2 separate regions of the Sus scrofa genome follow, and region 2 is linked to region 1. The links are chromatin contacts, called in public HiChIP or PLAC-seq maps. All regions are on one chromosome and are shown on one strand. The core of a region is the stretch at or near the end of the contact, and the rest is flanking DNA. Distances in the headings are between cores, read along the strand shown.

Region 1 (5,076 bases), core at 2,191-4,690:
ATTTTACTGCAGCCGTCAATCTCTATTTTCTCTGAGAATCCAAACTAACATAAACGCACCTATTTCTTTAACGTGGTAAATATAAGGAAAAAAGACAAAGTTAACATAAATATCCAATACTTATTTTCTGCTCCCATAGCTTTAACCACTCAATAATGCAAAAAAAGGAGTATTCTACACCCCAGAGTGCAGTAAATTCAAACCCAAATGGGACAGGTACTCCCTAGTTTAGCCTGTGAAAAACTGCAGTACTTCTTCAATCTTTATCAACGACTCCTTTTCCTAGGTAGCATCTAAAGAGTAACAACTGTGTTAAATTGTGGTCACGTGGCCATAGAGACATTCTCTGGAGACTATATATTCATTCTCAACTCTCAACAAATTAAAAGTGTTCAAAAGTAGTCCACATCCTCTGGGCAAGACTTGAAATTATATAGTCTAAAAAAGTGCAAAAGGAAACCCTAAAGCCATTTATTTTGACACCAATTAAGAAGAGGACAATAGTAGTTTAGATTTTTTATCTGCCCTATTGTCCAAACTAAAATATTTATAAATCATTCTTTTAAAGACTTTTCAAACCTTCAAGTTAAAAGGAACTATTCTAGAATTATACTGCTAATGTGCAAAAGACTGAAAAAAAGGACAAAATGAACTTCTTTGCAGAACAGATACTGACTCACAGACATTGAAAAACTTATGGTTTCCAAAGGAGACAGTTCGGGGGGTGAGGGGATGCGCTGGGGTTATAGGATGGAAATCCTATAAAATTGGATGTGATAATCATTGTACAACTATAAATGTAATAAATTCATTAAGAAAAAAAATTTTTAAAGAAAAAACACAAAAAAGAAAAACAAATCTTTTTATCTTTAATATGTCCTTGACATAGTAAAAAAGTTTATTTCACATGACCAATCAAGTAATTATTTCTAGAACTATATTTACATGTCTCCTAGAAAAAGGCCCCAGGGTCTGACAGAACACTCAGTCCTTACTGAATAAATTCTAACTTACTTGCTTGGGGGAGGGGCTTGCAATGTACGAAATAATTTCTATATGGGGAAAATGCACAGTATACTCACTTTCATAATATATTTATTTTTTTAATGATTTTTATTCTTTCCATCCAGAATATATTTAATATAATCCCTAGTCCTCTCATCTTTAATACCAATGATTTTTTTTAATGAACTGTTAATTTAAAGCCAACATTCTAATACCTTTTTTTTTTAAAGCCTATTAGTTACGCTGGGATTGGTAAGCATTTCCAAAGCCTCTGAAGTTAAGGAATATTTTATGATAGAAACATTTCCTCTAACTGCTCTAGAAACATTAGAGCTTCCTACTTGGTCCACAATCTTCACATCCAAAATGTACAGAAGCTGGTATATGCCTTTTTTGGTTGTTTTTTTTTTTAATGCTGAGTGGACAATTCAGTCATTTCTATCAATACATAAAATACCTGTGTAATTTCGGATCACAGACAAGCTAGATTATTGCCCACTTAAATGCAGAACCTGAAGCAACCTCCAGTGACAGAGCTATAGTGTTCAATATCATTTTACATGTTATCAACAGAGGCTTCCTCTTACAAACAATGAACCCTGGTAGGGTTCTTCACCCTAAGGCCCCCACAGATTGTTATTTCTTTAGGGTGTTAGTAGATAAGGCAACATAAGCAGTAAGTTTGTAAGAGCTTTTCTAACAGCCATCAACAATTGCTTAAGGAAAAAAAAAAAAGCAAGCAATGCTTCCACCACATTTTCCCTTTTTTCTGTTCATTTTATTTTCCTGCTTTTGGTATCCAAGAGGGGTGTGTTTCAAATGAAAATTCTTAAAATAATTATTCCCCAAACCAAGAACACTCCAGAAACCAGTAACAGTCACTGCCTCCTAGGAACGGGAATTAGAGGGTTTAGAGTAGGAGAGAGGCTATTTTTCAATGTTTTGGTACCTTCCCAGTTGTACACAGACCAGTTCCATTGGGTATAACCTATTCGAAATAAACAAGCAATAATTTAATTTTTTTAAGAAAGACCATTTCACAAAACTTACAGATTTCCATTTAACATTTTGGTTTATGCAGCATTCACAAGACCTACGTGTAGTTGGGGTTTTTTTGTTTGTTTCCATCATCCTCTAAACAACCTGCTGCAACAAACACTGAAGCTTCCCTGCAGCCAGGAACCGGTTAAGAGGATCCGAGACCAGGCGTCTGAATCAAGGAGATGCAGCAATTTCACTCACTACTACTACCACTCACTCATCTCATTCAACTCCATTTCAAACCACTGCAGCAAGACAGCTGGTACTGCCTTCCTGTTTCTTTACAGTACAGGCTTAATAACAAAAACAGGTTGGCTTTGAAGCGCTGCTCAAAAACTGCAAGAAGGAAGTCTTTACATTCGGAAGGGGGGGGGGGGTTTCGACTTCAAGAGCATTTCGTATCTTTCGTGTCTTTCCATTTGAGAAGCCCGAACGCCTCCTGTTTAGCGAGATTTCAAGACGATGCTCTCTCCCTCTCCCAACTGCTCTTTCGGTTAACTTTTCCATCCTGAATGTCCTCAAACTGCCTAGGAAGCAACTAAGCCCTCCAACAACTCATGGATTGTTTTTCTCAGGCATGGGCAAGACAGTTTATTTAAACCATCACAAATTGAATCAATGTACGTAAGAAGATTAGAGATGGAGAAGGGAAAAAAAGAGTAATTATAAAGACAGCCAAACCCCAAATTTAATTCACCAACTTCCACTTGCCATTTCCCAGCCTTCACACCAGAGGTAGCAAAACGCTTTTTTACTGAGAAAAACTGCTGAGAACCTACCCGTGCCCAAAATGGAAATCCCGCAGATAATTCGTGTTAAAATATCAAAAGTGCCCAAGTGTAGGAGGAAACACGGCAACAAAATCCAACCCGATTCTGAGTACGACTTGGAGACTGGGCTGGGGGGTCGGGGGGGGGGGCTGTGCGGCTTCCCCCGCCCCCTAGTTCTTCCGAATCAGTGCCCAGATAGCGGGAGGAGGGGGCGTGGGGAGCTTTCAAAAGCAGCCCCGAGCACTGGGGAAGGATAAAACTTTAGGGACAGGAGGAAAAAGTGCACCCCCACGGTGCCCCCAAACTCCTCGGGGTGACCCCTCCGCGCGGGGACCTCCCTGGTACCCCCGAGCTGCTGCAGCCCAGCCTCGACACCCTGCCTCCCGCCGCGGGCTGCCCCTACGCCGCGGGGAAGCGGCGCGGCCCCGACACCCCGAAACTACCTCCGCGCGCCCCCTGCTCGGCGCGCCCCTCAGCGTCTCCGCGGAGCCGGAGCCGCCGGCTCGCCGCAGCCAGAGGGACTCGCCCTCTTCCCTCCGCCTCGCACTCCACCCCCTCGCCGCCGCCACCGCTCTTCCTTTATCTCCACTCACCGCCCGCCGCCATTTTCCTCACAGCTCAGCTTTAAATCGGAAACTCGCCGCTCAGCGCTCAGCCCGCAGCCGCCGCTACCGCCGCCGCCGCCACCGACTCAGCCGCCGCGGCCGCCGCTGTCGCTGTGGAGGGGCTGAAGAGGCAGCGGCTGGAGCCACGGCGCGGGGGCCGCCGGGATATGTAGTCCCGCGGCCACGCCCAGCACTACCGGTCCCAGGGGGCCGTGCGCGGCCTGGGCGCTGGGGGGCCCCGCCCCATCGGGCTTCCGCGGCGCGAGGGCGTGGCCGGGGGGGGGACCTCGGGAAGGTTTTCGCTCACTTACCCCATGGGAGCAGCGGGGAGGTCCCCAGATCTGAAATGCAACCCTAGCCTTTCCATTAATTTTTTCATACTTGCTTTCTTCCAGTAATATCTAACATTATGGAGGGTTTACTGTGTGCCAAGCACTGATCCTGGAAAACATTATCCCTTAGGGACCACTATTAGCCTCATTGTTCAAATGAGCAAACTTGAGGCACAAGGTCAGAAGCCATAGGGCTGTTCATTAGATTCTAAAGTCATCTAAAGATGAAAGGTGGGGAGTTCCCGTCGTGGCGCATTGGTAACGAATCCGACTAGGAACCATGAGGTTGCGGCTTCGGTCCTGCCCTTGCTCAGTGGGTTAACGATCGGCGTTGCTGTGAGCTGTGGTGTAGGCCGCAGACGCGGCTCGGATCCCACGTTGCTGTGGCTCTGGCGTAGGCCGGTGGATTCAACCCCTAGCCTGGGAACCTCCATATGCCGTGGGAGCGGCCCAACCCACGGCCCAAGAAATAGCAAAAAAAAAAGACAAAAAAAAAGACAAAAAAAAGATGAAAGGTTGTTGGACATAGTATATTCACTGTGTATTCTGTCCGGAAGTATCATCTCACGGAGTACTATCACCTATAAAGGACAACAGCTTGCTTTACAGTGCAGTGATCTTAACCAAGTGATCATATCACCAGACACTATCACTTAGCATCACCAATAATGGATCAAAGTGATATTATGTGTCACCTGATATGACCTAATGAGGAAAACATTACGCACCCCCCCGGCCCCCGTAGTATTCTTGCCAAAATACAGGTAAGCTAAACATAACTATGAAAAAAACAATTATGCAAATCCAGAAATCGGGGCACAGTACAAATCCCTTGCCTGAACTCTTGAAAATTGTGAAGCATTAAAAAGGTGAAGTCAAATATAATAGGTGGGCCTTGACTGGATCCAGATTTTTTTGTTTGTTTAATGTAAAAAGGACTTTGGGGAGTTCCTATTGTGACTCAGCAGGTTAAGAACCCAACTAGTATCCATGAGGACACACGTTCGATCCCCGGCCTTGGTCAGTGGGTTAAGAATCCAGCATTGCCATGAGTTGTGGTGTAGGCTGGCAGCTACAGCTCTAATTCGACCCCTAGCCAGGGAACTTCCATATGCTGCAGTTGTGGCCCTAAAAAGACCAAAACAAAACAAAACAAAAAAGGATCTTGAGGGGAAATTTTAATATGGACTACATATTAGGAAATAATATTGAATCAGTATCAAATGTCTTCTTTTTTTCTTTTTAGGGCCACACCTGCGGCATTTGGAAGGTCCATGGCCAGGAGATGAATGGGAGCAGCAACTGCCAGCCTATGCCACAGCA
Region 2 (4,763 bases), core at 1,212-3,711, 97 kb before region 1:
TCCTCCTCACCACCACCATCCCAATGGTTTAAGCTAAAAAAGATGCTGACAAAAGATCATCATGGAAATATTCCCTGTTTGTATTTAACCTTAAGTCATTCTTTTTAGATCTCCCCTTCGCCCCTCTTTTATCTTGAATACTAAAATACTCCTAGTCATCTTTCAAGATCAAACTCAGCTATAACCTCTGGTGAAACCACTCCCAACTCTCCCAATCAGTAAGTTTCCCCTGCTTTATCCTTATGTGCTTTTCTATTTTTATGACATTTTACACAGTACACTCTATTCTTGCTCACTTTTCTACATTATAGGCTCTAAACCATTATAAATCTTGTTAGAGACTATTTTATTACAAATTCCTTCCTCTCTTTTACTACTACACCATTCCCCTTGTTCCTTTTTCCAATTCTAGTTGTTTCCCCTTTCCACACAATTAACTGTACTTCTTTTTTGGCTGGGGAGGGGGGCACACCCGCAGCATGGACAAGTTCCCCGGGCCAGGGACTGAACCCGCCACACAGCAGCGACCAAGACGCTGCAGTCACAACCCGGGATCCTTAACCTGCTGTGCGATGAGGGAACTCCCCATTAGCTATACTTCTGACCAACTCTACGATATTTGCAAAATACAGAGAAGGTGCAGGGGCAAGGAAAGGGATGACACACCTAAAAACCTTGTAGAAGTTTTGCTTCTTTCTAACATGTCATTTTTCACTTTGATATTCCCATACCAAAAAATACGGTGGCTTTAAGATCAAAATCAAACTCAGGAGTTTGAACACTTCATATGATTTACTATAATACAATAAAAAGACAGTGGGGCTTTGTTAGAATCAAACTTGAGAAGTGAATCCCCATTTCACTAAAAGGTAAACATTTATCTCCTACAAAAAGCTTGTCATCTGTAAATTTATTTGAAGTATAGTAAAAACCAGGGATAATTACATGTCACAACTTCTTATGTTTATTATGAGAATGAAAAGCAATACAAAGTAAGCAACTGGTGTAGGGAATAAAGGTGATCCCTCTGAGGCACACGATACCAAGAACAAAGATGTTCAGCAACACCAATTTTCTGCTCCCGTTTGAAAAGCAAGTAGTTACAAATATCACATACGGCAACAGATTTTAAAGATTCAGACAAATAAATGAGCCAGAACTATTCAGGCTATCCTCAACTTACAAATAGTTGACTAGAATTCAAAACATTCTCCCAGTGAAATAGTGACATGAGTGGCAGGTAGTAGCTAACGTGAGGCCATGAAAATAGGATCAAACTATCTCCATAGAAGTCTGTGTCTTAAGATACCCAGGTATAATCAGAGAATAAGTAGGTACCTTTTAGAAGATTCTGAAGAGGTTATCCAAGTACCTTCAAAGGACTACGTAAAAGCACACAGTGCTGGTTCTTTTTCATGGTCTCTCTTTATTTCGAGTTCGTGGTTTCATTTTTCTTTGATAGATATAAATGTCTCTATATCAAAAGTATTATTTATACTTAAGAATGTCTGTTGGCACATAATGAAAATATGAGCAGTAAAGAAAAAAAAGAGGAGAGAGAGTGTTTAGACCCCTTGAGGTAAGCAATAAAGCTCTGGACTAAGATAAGCGGTCAGAGTTAGAAGGGTGTGTGCACAGAAATAAAATCTGATATAACTTTAATTAATAAGCAAAGAAGATATAAAGGAGAGATGATCACAGCCTGTGCCCTATTCTCCCCTAATCCATTCTTTCTGACTCAGAGAAGATACTTTAAGAAATGTTGGAGTTCCCGTCGTGGCGCAGTGGTTAACGAATCCGACTAGGAACCATGAGGCTGTGGGTTCGGTCCCTGCCCTTGCTCAGTGGGTTAACGATCTGGTGTTGCCGTGAGCTGTGGTGTAGGTGGCAGACGAGGCTCGGATCCTGCGTTGCTGTGGCTCTGGCGTAGGCCGGTGGCTACAGCTCCGATTCAACCCCTAGCCTGGGAACCTCCATATGCCGCGGGAGCGGCCCAAGAAATAGCAACAATAACAACAACAACAACAACAACAACAAAAGACAAAAAAAAAAAAAAAGAAATGTTAAAACTTAAGAGCTCAAACTACTGCCTTTGGAATGGATAAGCAATGAGATCTTGCTATATAGCACTGGGAACTATATCTAGTCACTTATGATGGAGCATGATAATGTGAGAAAAAAGAATGTATGTATGTATGTGTGACTGGGTCACCTTGCTATACAGGAGAAAACTGACAGCACACTGTAAACCAGCTATAATGGAAAAAATAAAAATCATTATAAAATAAAAAAATAAATGAAATAAAACTTAAGAGCTGATATCATTAGCCACATGGTAATTCAATGGCTGAGAATAGCAAAGATGCTATAGGAAGTAGCACTAATCAAGCAGTGCATGATACATGCAATAGTCACCATGGGTCAACTACAAGACAGATATTCCTAATATGGAGTGCCTGCGCAGTTAAAAACAAAAAAACAAACCTTGAACAAGACACTTCCTCCTACAGTACTCAAGCTGGCCCTGCCCACCAATATCAAAAACATAAAGAAGCTACCCTGCAACAGTAACATCTCAAAAACTAACAATGTGGAAATGTGAAGCTGATAAAACACTTCAAATTAATTTTAGAAAGAAAAGGTATTGAAGGTAGAAAGAGAGAATAAGATATACCAAGGGAAAAGCATATCTTAGCTGGATTCCCTTCCCTAAAAGCAAAGAGGTGGGAGCAGATGATCTCTAAGTCTAGCAACACGACATGGCTGGCCTGACTCATGAGACTTCCTGGATGGGTCACCATCTAGACTACACGTTAGTCTGTGCTCAGTCCTTGCTGCTTCCAGTGCCTTTTTTCTTTTTCTGACCTCACAGCTTATTACTCTTCAGTGATTATAATTCCATCCTAGCCTAAATAACCTTAAATTCAAAAGAAGCTTTTTGAAAAATAATGCTTCTATATCCCCAAAAGTTGTATGTCTGATGAAAGATATATACTCTTCAAATCAATCTCCAAAAGGCACTACTGATTTCATGGACGACAATAATACAAATAACAAATGAGAGCAGGTACAGCAAAGTCCATGAAGAAAGTAAGAATGCACTCCTAAGATCATTTACCTGTCAAGGTTGTGTAGCACTGGTAGCAATGTCAAATATCAAAATCCAAACTAACTACAACTGCCTCCTTAGTCCCCTCCAAAACAGAGCTGCTATGCTACACGGAGCGAAAACTCTGTGCCTCTAGGTCAAGACTGTTCAAGGGAAGAAGTCTGCCGCAAGCAAGAATATAAACTACTGAGGAATCGGATGAAAAGATCCCTCAATCTAAATAAGACGTAGCTTGGTTTTGTTTTTTTTTTTTTTTGTTCAAAGGTCAGTTTGATGACTCATGACTTTAAAGAGCTTCTCTGTGTACTTCATAAAACCTGCCTATGCCTGTGGAGTAAATGAAGCTGGGAGCACCTCATTACCGTTAGAGAACATTTGAGGCAAAAAAAATAATTATGAACTCTTATAAAACCATTCATACAACTAAACTGGCTCAAATCAAAACCCACTTCGCCAAGTGTATTAAGAATGGTCAATAAGTACTAGGGGTGTAATATACAATATGACTATAACCCTGCTGCATGATAAAAAGGAAAGTTGTTAAAAGAGTAAATCCTTCAATTAAAAAAAAACTTTTAAGGCAAAAAAGTCAATCCTAAGAGTTCTCATCACAAGGAGGAAACTTTTTCTTCTTTCCTTTTTACTGTATTTGTATGAAATGACATGTTAGCTGAACCTGTTGTGGCAATCATTTTACAATATATGTAAAAGCATCACGGCACACCCCTTAAATTTATTCAGTGAAGTATTTCCATTATTTTTCAATAAAACTGAGGAGGTGGGAGGTTTTGGTTGTTTCCTTTTTTTTTTTTTTTTTCCAGTGGTCACTCTTCAACAGCCTGGGTGTTTTCCACACAAAGGAGATCATATTCCCTACGCCAGTGTGCTTAGGCAGAACTGTTGATTAAAACAGACAAGTTTTGGGTTTTTTTCCCCTTCAACAAGCTGATGACCCAGTGCTAGGGATCAACAAAACTAATACATGCAGAATCACAAATGTATCTTGTGCTATAAAAAGTCTCTACTGAAAATAACGGCTCATCCGTAATTTATTTATTTATTTTTTTGTCTTTTTGCTATTTCTTGGGCCGCTCCCGCGGCATATGGAGGTTCCCAGGCTAGGGGTAGAATCGGAGCTGTAGCCACCGGCCTACGCTAGAGCCACAGCAACGTGGGATCCGAGCCGCGTCTGCAACCTACACCATAGCTCACGGCAACACCTGATCGTCAACCCACTGAGCAAGGGCAGGGACCGAACCCACAACCTCATGGTTCCTAGTCGGATTCGTTAACCACTGCGCCACGACGGGAACTCCTCATCCGTAATTTAAAAGCGGGAACAACTGAGTACCACATGTCATACAAGCTATTCAAAGTCTAACCTTCAGTCAACCAGGTTCCTACTAATAAAAGAAAGAGATTCAGGTTAACAATAACGTGTGTCTCTCTCCCTTTCTTTTTTTTTTCTTTTAAATGGTCGTACCTACAGCACATGGAAGTTCCTAGCCCAGGGACTGAATCTGAGCCACAGCTGTGGCCTTGCCAAATCCTTTAACCCACTACGCAGGGCCACACCTCTGCAGTGACCTGAGCCACTGCAAATTTTTAACCCACTGCACCCCAGTGGGAATTCCACTATGTGTCTTTCAAAGTC

Evidence for each region. HiChIP or PLAC-seq counts read pairs in DNA pulled down with a chosen protein or histone mark.
Region 2: an H3K27ac HiChIP or PLAC-seq map of alveolar macrophages shows a contact between it and region 1. The contact joins the enhancer-like site here to the promoter of NCOA3 in region 1. A contact is called at or near these places in 1 of 5 promoter capture datasets (liver), 12 of 47 Hi-C or Micro-C datasets (alveolar macrophages, embryonic fibroblasts, epiblast stem cells and 5 more) and 2 of 2 datasets of contacts at active chromatin or transcription factors (alveolar macrophages and skeletal muscle).

Annotation. Positions count from the first base shown.
Region 1 is chr17:49,526,639-49,531,714 of Sscrofa11.1, reverse strand. It overlaps NCOA3 (nuclear receptor coactivator 3), which reads right to left and starts at 3,440. Exons shown (of 25, transcript NM_001114276.1): 1 at 3,410-3,440.
Region 2 is chr17:49,623,164-49,627,926 of Sscrofa11.1, reverse strand. The region is part of intron 2 of NCOA3 (nuclear receptor coactivator 3); the gene reads right to left. Among named protein-coding and RNA genes, the nearest start is that of NCOA3, 97 kb to the right of the region's middle. Within about 2 kb of position 2,461, at least 18 of the 83 cell types and tissues checked have an H3K27ac peak or open chromatin away from gene starts, as enhancers often do. A contact at or near this core is called in alveolar macrophages and embryonic fibroblasts, where this site is marked.